2 separate regions of the Mus musculus genome follow, and region 2 is linked to region 1. The links are chromatin contacts, called in public HiChIP or PLAC-seq maps. All regions are on one chromosome and are shown on one strand. The core of a region is the stretch at or near the end of the contact, and the rest is flanking DNA. Distances in the headings are between cores, read along the strand shown.

Region 1 (3,538 bases), core at 931-3,430:
CCAGTGCCTGACAAATACAGAGGTGGATGCTCTCAGCCAACCATTGGACTGAGCACAGGGCCCCCAATGGAGGAGCTAGAGAAAGGACCAAAGGAGCTGAAGGGGTTTGCAGCCCCATAGGAGGAACAACAATATGAACCAATCAGTACCCCCAGAGCTCCCAGGGACTAAACCACCAACCAAAGAGCACACATGGTGGGACTCATGGCTCCAGCTGCATATGTAGCAGAGGATGGCCTTGTTGGACATCAATGGGAGGAAAAGCCCTTGGTCCTGAGAAGGCTCGATGTCCCATTGAAGGGGAATGCCAGGACAGGGAAGTGGGAATGGGTGGGTTGGTGAGCAGGGGAAGCAGGGGTGGGGGAGGTGGGAGGGGGATAGGATAGGGTTTTTTTTTTTTTTTTTTTTGAGGGGAAACCAGGAAAGGGGATAACATTTGAAATGTAAATAAAGAAAATATCTAATAGAAAGAAAGAAAGAAAGAAAGAAAGAGAAAAGAAAGAAAGAAAGAAAGAAAGAAAGAAAGAAAGAAAGAAAGAAAGAGAGAGAGAGAAATCTTGTATTAGCAGCCTTTAGATGAAGATGTAGAACTCTCAGCTCCTCCTGCATCATGCCTGCCTGGATGCTACCATGTTCCCACCTTGATGATAATGAACTGAACCTCTGAACCTGTAAGCCACCACACCATAAGCTATACAAATTTTACTGGTAGTAAGTCATTTGATAAGTGTGTTCCACCCTATAAAGCTAACCCATTTACCAATGCCACTTGCAGTATTATAGTGGTCCTAGGTGTCCGCAATTCCTCTAGGCTCTGCCCAACAGTTACCTAGCAACAATCTACATCTCCACCCTGGGTTCAGCCAGGAGCCAGCAGTATAAGGACTACTTGGCTTCTCTCTCTCTCTCTCTCTCTCTCTCCTCCATCCCTCTATCTTACCTCTCTGTGTCTCCACCCCCCTCCCCTACATGTTCCAGGCTGGCCTCTCCTTCTCTTCCCCTCTCCTTTCCCTTTCTGTCCCACCTGCCTTCCTCTGCCTCTAACCCCATCCCAGGCACCCTGCTGCTCCGTTCCCTGGCTCCCTTCCCCCAATAAACTTCTTTTGTTCTAGGCCTGTCATGTGACTTGATCCCAAGACTCCTTGGCAGGGACCACTGAGGTGCTCCCTCCAGCCGCACTATACTACATCATCTTATAAAACACAACAATAGTCATGATGGTGACAGAGCTAAGTGAGCCTCGAGAGACAACTGGTCCACTGAGAGTAAATGAAGTCGAGGTCCTGAAGTTTAAATTGCCTGGCAGCAATGTTCCCAGGAGCACTCCTGGGGCAGGGGGATACCCCATTCTCCTTTTCAAGCTCTGTAGTCTTGTCAGAAGAGTTTCTGTTTTATATATATATTTGAGGGGGGGCCATTCTGGGCCAAAGGATTAAAAGGAGAAAAAGAACACATTTATATAAAGTACTGAGGTAAGTTTATTCCCATATCCTTATCTGGGAAAGCAACAGGCAGAGATCATGTGACAGCAAACCCAAAACTTCTCCCCTCATATGGGGGGGGGGGGACGGGGACATGGGGAACGGGGGGGGGGGGGGCGGGGGAGGGACGGACACTGGCTGCTTTGATTAAATCTTAATGCAAAGGCTGCAGATTAAGTTGTCATTCTGTAGAAGTCTTAGTAGCTACAGGCAGGCATCTTAGCTGCCAGACCCTTGTGCTAATCATCGAAAGTCACAGCTGTCTTGTTTTTTTTTAATGGGTGTCCTTTATCAAGATAACATAAATTTACTGACAAAAGGAAATTCGTGGACAGCCTGGAGGGGAAGCAGGAGGTAGGTAAGAGTGAATGGCCCTGCTAAAAACAGCGCCCCACACCCAGGAGAAAGTGTCCCTGCCCTGGAAGTCAATTCACCTTCCCCGCTCCCCACTCAACTACAGTCTGTTAGGAAACCCCAGGCACAAGAGTACGCAAGACGGCAAGAACGAACGCCAAAGGAGGCTCGGAAGTGTGTGAGCCTCTGAAAGTTAGAAGCCAGGAGGAAAGGCTTGGCTAAAAATAGAACTTATCAGATGGATTAAAGTCCCTCCCGAGAATGTTATCTCTCCCCACAGGAGGGTGGGGGGAAAGTCTGTCAAGGGGAACACAGGCCACAGGATGAATAAGCAGAAAAATAGGAGGAAATGACCAAGCCAATGCACGGGGCGTGCGTGCTGTACGAGAGCTGGCAGAGACAGCGCAGCTCCGCAGCTCCGGAGCCCAGAATCGGAGAATTTGCTGAGGCAGGGCACTCCCCAAAGCAAGACACTGCCAAGTACGGGGCGGGGGAGCAGTTTGTCCTTCCTCCCCACCTTTTCAGAATTGAGGCATTCCCGTTTGATTGGATATTACCTTTTCAAGCCATTTATTTAAAAAAAAAAAAAAAAGTCTACAGAAAAGGTTTCTTGGGAAAGTCCGCCTTCCAGCATTTTATGGCACACACCCAATGAAATTTCCCAAATCGATAGTTGGTGAATCCTTAGATCCTTTCCCAAGTTCCCACTGCTTTCTGGGCCACCCCCAGCTTGGGTCAGGTCAAGAGGAACAAGAGAAGCTTCCTAGAGCTGCCGGCAGCTACTCCAGACCAGTGAGAGACCAACACAGTATGTCCAGTCCCCTCCTCTCTTCAGTCCTCTTCCTCAGAAGTCCTCAATAGACAAAAGGCTCTTCTACACCTTAATCCCAAGTTACCTTTTGACATCTACACACACACATACACACACATCACTCACATACACACATACACACACATACACACATACACACACACACACACATATACACACACACACATATACACACATACACACACATCACTCACACACACACACACACACATGTACACACATACACACACACACACACACACACACACATCACTCACAAACATGAGACATCCCGAATTGTGTAGTGTTTTAATCAGCTGAGTATTTATCCACTCCTAGAGCAATCTTTCTCAAGTTGGTAAAACATTATCAATAAGCTACAACAGTATTCCCTAAAACCAGAGATGTCTTTTTAAAAAGAATCACAAAATGACCTCTATAAATGTTCCCAAGAGTCAATTGGAGTGGCATACACCTTTAATTCCAGCACTCGGAAGAATCGAGTGGATCTTTGTGAGGCCAGCCTGGTCTACAGAGTGAGCTCCAGGACAGCCAAGGCTATACAGAGAAACCCTGACTTGGAAAAGCATACCCTGTCCCCCAAAATAATAAGAAAGGGAAAATAAAGGCACTCAGAAATGTAAGAGTTAACTCCCAGGAGTTAGGAGAAAGGCTTCCAGGAGAAAGGTTACTTGTCTTAAGTGGGGAAATCACCAAAGATCAAAGTTTTTTTTTAGTCTTATTTCAACACAGTTGTTCACACTGTTAAGTAGGCTGAAGGCTGTGTGTCACGGGGTAGGAATCTAAGTGTGTCAAGAAGAAAAGGCAGTGAGTGTTCCCTTTCATCCCTAGAAAGTGTATGTGACCCAGGAACACAGGGAGGTATCAGGCA
Region 2 (3,444 bases), core at 337-2,836, 240 kb after region 1:
CACTTGGATTTGAGGACTGCTTTACAGTAGGGAACTACTGTCTTGTGCTATAAACTTAACCAAGAATAGGTCAAGCGCACAGGGGTTGCTCCTACCACTGCTGTTTTTCTAAGTGGATACATTGTCAATCTGTGTTCTACATACTTACCTGGACACCCTTGATTGGTGCTGTTTTCAGCCTGGGCAAGAGACATTTGTGATGCAGAGATTCTTAACTGGTCAGAAAGTACTGAGAATAAGTGACTTGAATTTTCAACCCTAAATGGCTCTGAAAAATCACGAAGGAGAAGGAAGAGCCTAAGAACTGGAGGGTAGCGGGGAGTGCTGTGAAACTTTCTTAGACATAGATGACCACTGCACTCATGAACTCCCAGCAGCTATTGTTCCACCCATGAGACCTACACCAGCTTGAGCCTGTCAGCATACCATAAGTCATGGACAGCAGAGGGCTCATGAGGCCCCTACCTCTCCCTGAGGGACACTTAGCAGTTAATAGTTGTTGGGGAAGAGAGCAGGGGTGGGGGTGATGTGAAGGGTAGAGGTATGGAGGAAGTCATTTTCTTCAGCAGTGTAGCCACTGATACATTATCTGTGCTCCAGTGAACCACCCATCACCCATACTCACGCAAGCAACCATAATTAAACCCAGTGAGTCACTTATACAAAAGGACTTAAAAGTAGGAGAGGAAGTTGTTGGGAATATGCATTTCAGTGGCAGAGGGCGAGGGCATGAAACAGAGTAATGGGCGTGAAAATAGCCAAAATACATTATACATATGAAATTGTCAAAAAAAAAAAAAAAAAGAGTTTTTTAAAAGGAAAGAAAAGAAATACACACCCCCAACCCCAGACGTTTGTGAGTGCCCTTTGTTTTGAGATCATGGGAGACTGAAGCCTAGTTCTTTGTGTCCTACTTTTTTCCCCTTCATGGGTGGAGTTCAGGAAGAGAGGGCCATCCCTGTCTCCAGAGAAGGCCAAAGTAAGAGACCTGAAGAGACCCGCAGCCAAGGCTCGAAGAGCAGTAAGCAGTCTATGAAAGAACACAGACAGCTCCTGCCCTGCTCCGGGCAAGCCTCTGTCTGTCACCCTGTAGTCTGTGGGCTCACATATGCAAGCCCCGCCATCCGTGATGCTCTGACCATCCTGGCCGAATCACTTTTCTAGCTCTCAGAGAAGCACTGGATTAAAATGTTTCCGCTGACCCTGCAATGAGGCCAGTCAGTGGATTCTAAGAAGGTGTCCGGCGGTTTAGCATCTTGCCTCAGGTAATATTATGGGACACTAGATTTTTAACCCAAATAAATGTTACCCACTGGGGCTGAGGACAAGAGGTTGGCAGGTTTGAGGAAGCTGTGCAGTGCCTCTCTAGAAGCAAGAGCTGATGCCCGAAGCTGCGCCAGGGGCTCTGTTCATGGGCTCGGGCCCCCTCTGAGTGTTTCTGACCAGCCCTGATCTCCCTGGCCCCTGAGTGTGGCAGGTCACTGGAAGCCTCTTGAAATGCTGGAGAAAATCTGCTGCCTGACACGTTCGCCCTGGCTGGCAGGCTGCTTTGCATGCCTATGGGGCAAGCGGGCTATTTTTGAACGGATTTCATAACTCTTTGTAGATGCTGCGGCTGCTGATTGCACACGTGTTTCCGGCTTGGCTCCCACAGTGAATGTTGACAGAAACAGCGTCTTCAGAGAATGTAGAAAAAGAGGGATTCGGGAGATTAGGGACACAATTTCCATGTCTAGACTCAGTTCCCGCAGCGACATCTGCTCTAATCAGGGTCCCTGGGATTCAGCACCTTGTGCAGATCACCCCCTAAACAGCTTCGCTCTCTTGGAGAAACTGGATTGTGAAACCTCCCGACAGCAGCCCTGGGTGCGAGGACCCTCCCCGTGCCGTTCCAAGGTTAAACCCCAGGTGAAGTCCTGAGGTTTTGTGGTTGCAAAAACAAAGTATGAGAAAAGTCTGTGACTGTCTTGTATCCATTTTTCTTTTGGGAAATCTTAAACCTCACACCCAATTCTAGCCCCTGGCCAGACTGCTTCTTTATCTCCCAGCTGGAAGGACCAACTTTAAAACCACAGTGCTGATCACTCATTTTCTCGTTCCAGTGTGTCTCCTTCACCTTTGCTTATCTGGCCCTCCTGTCAGCCTGGTGGCAAATCCCACTCCACTCCCCAGTTCATCCTTTTATTCATCTATCATGGCCTCCCCTCGTGCTCCGTCAAAGCACTGCTATCGGGTTCACAATTACTCGCGTCTTAGCCCCACCACATGGTACTTCTCTCCCCATCTATCTGCCTGAAACCCTGATTCATTAGTCACATATCCTGTCATATATATACATATGTGTGTGTATAGATATACATGTGTGTGTGCACGTGCATGTGTATACACACATATGTGCACACATACATATGTATGTACATATGTATATGAGTATGTGTGTGTGTGTATGTGTGTGTGTGTACACATATATGTTTTTTAGAAGAGATTTCACATACAAGTCCTTCACTGTCTCTGGAGGTCACCAGACTCCAAGTTTTCTCCAACAAGCCCTTCTCAGAAAACGAATACTTAATCCAGATGAGCTACCAACCCCTAACTTATACGTTCATCTCTGCACGAATTAAGGAGAGACGTCTCCATGACAACTTTCAAGTTCTCCATCAGAGATTCTCCTCATCCAATTTCTTGAAACAATTTAGGAACCATTTTAGGACAGCTCTGCCGCTCACTTGCTGAACCTCCCTAGTTCTCTCAACAAAAATGAGTTGCGATCATGTTCATCCCTAGGCTATCACACTCAGAATAATGTAAAATATGGCGGTGCCTCAAGTCAAAAGACAAATTGGTAAATCTTTAGTAGTTCTTTCTCCTTGGCTCCCAAGGCATTACGACTGTCTACTGGAGGCTGCATCAGGCAGTTCTGAGCTAGGCTTACCCACTGCCACATAGTCTGGGATAATGTTTTCAAAACCAATAACACTAGCCAATCACTAAGCGAGCATTGGACTAAGACTGCACATGTGCTTTGCAATGTTCACGTCGTCCTCATTACAATTTCATGTTATTTCCCCAGCATTACACTGGGGCTTAAGCAAGTAGAGTAACTGGCCCACCTGAACAGGTGAAAACACACACTTCCAGTTTAGGTCCATTCAGTTGGAACCTGAATATGCACAATATGAAAACAGATGTAACAACAGGGTTCTATTTTTTTTCCTAGTCTGTATATCATCCAAGTTTTCTCTAGAAAATGTGGTTTTCCTCAGAAAACACTTTTTTTAAAGGTAATAAAATTAAAGTTTGATGCATTTGCATAATAAGACAGATCTTTCCAGGAGGCAGGAATATTCTAAAAAAACAGATCTGAGATCCCGTGGATACACCAGGGAGAAAAATACTGAAGAAACTCTCTGTTTTCATCAGGGCCGTGTTGAGCCATGCTGT

The links. HiChIP or PLAC-seq counts read pairs in DNA pulled down with a chosen protein or histone mark.
Region 2: an H3K4me3 HiChIP or PLAC-seq map of bone marrow-derived macrophages shows a contact between it and region 1, with 5 times the contacts expected there. The contact joins two enhancer-like sites. A contact is called at or near these places in 1 of 484 Hi-C or Micro-C datasets (ECoMG-derived neutrophils), 3 of 115 datasets of contacts at active chromatin or transcription factors (bone marrow-derived macrophages, extraembryonic endoderm stem cells and pancreatic cancer cells) and 1 of 9 other capture datasets (embryonic stem cells).

What each region holds. Positions count from the first base shown.
Region 1 is chr12:54,160,816-54,164,353 of GRCm38.p6, forward strand. No RefSeq gene overlaps it. Among named protein-coding and RNA genes, the nearest start is that of Gm40424, 15 kb to the right of the region's middle. Within about 2 kb of position 2,181, at least 182 of the 459 cell types and tissues checked have an H3K27ac peak or open chromatin away from gene starts, as enhancers often do. A contact at or near this core is called in ECoMG-derived neutrophils and bone marrow-derived macrophages, where this site is marked.
Region 2 is chr12:54,403,700-54,407,143 of GRCm38.p6, forward strand. Gm46328 (a long non-coding RNA gene) reads left to right here. Exons shown (of 4, transcript XR_001780528.1): 3 at 943-1,265; 4 at 1,607-1,957. Among named protein-coding and RNA genes, the nearest start is that of Gm46328, 5.2 kb to the left of the region's middle. Within about 2 kb of position 1,587, at least 99 of the 459 cell types and tissues checked have an H3K27ac peak or open chromatin away from gene starts, as enhancers often do. A contact at or near this core is called in ECoMG-derived neutrophils and bone marrow-derived macrophages, where this site is marked.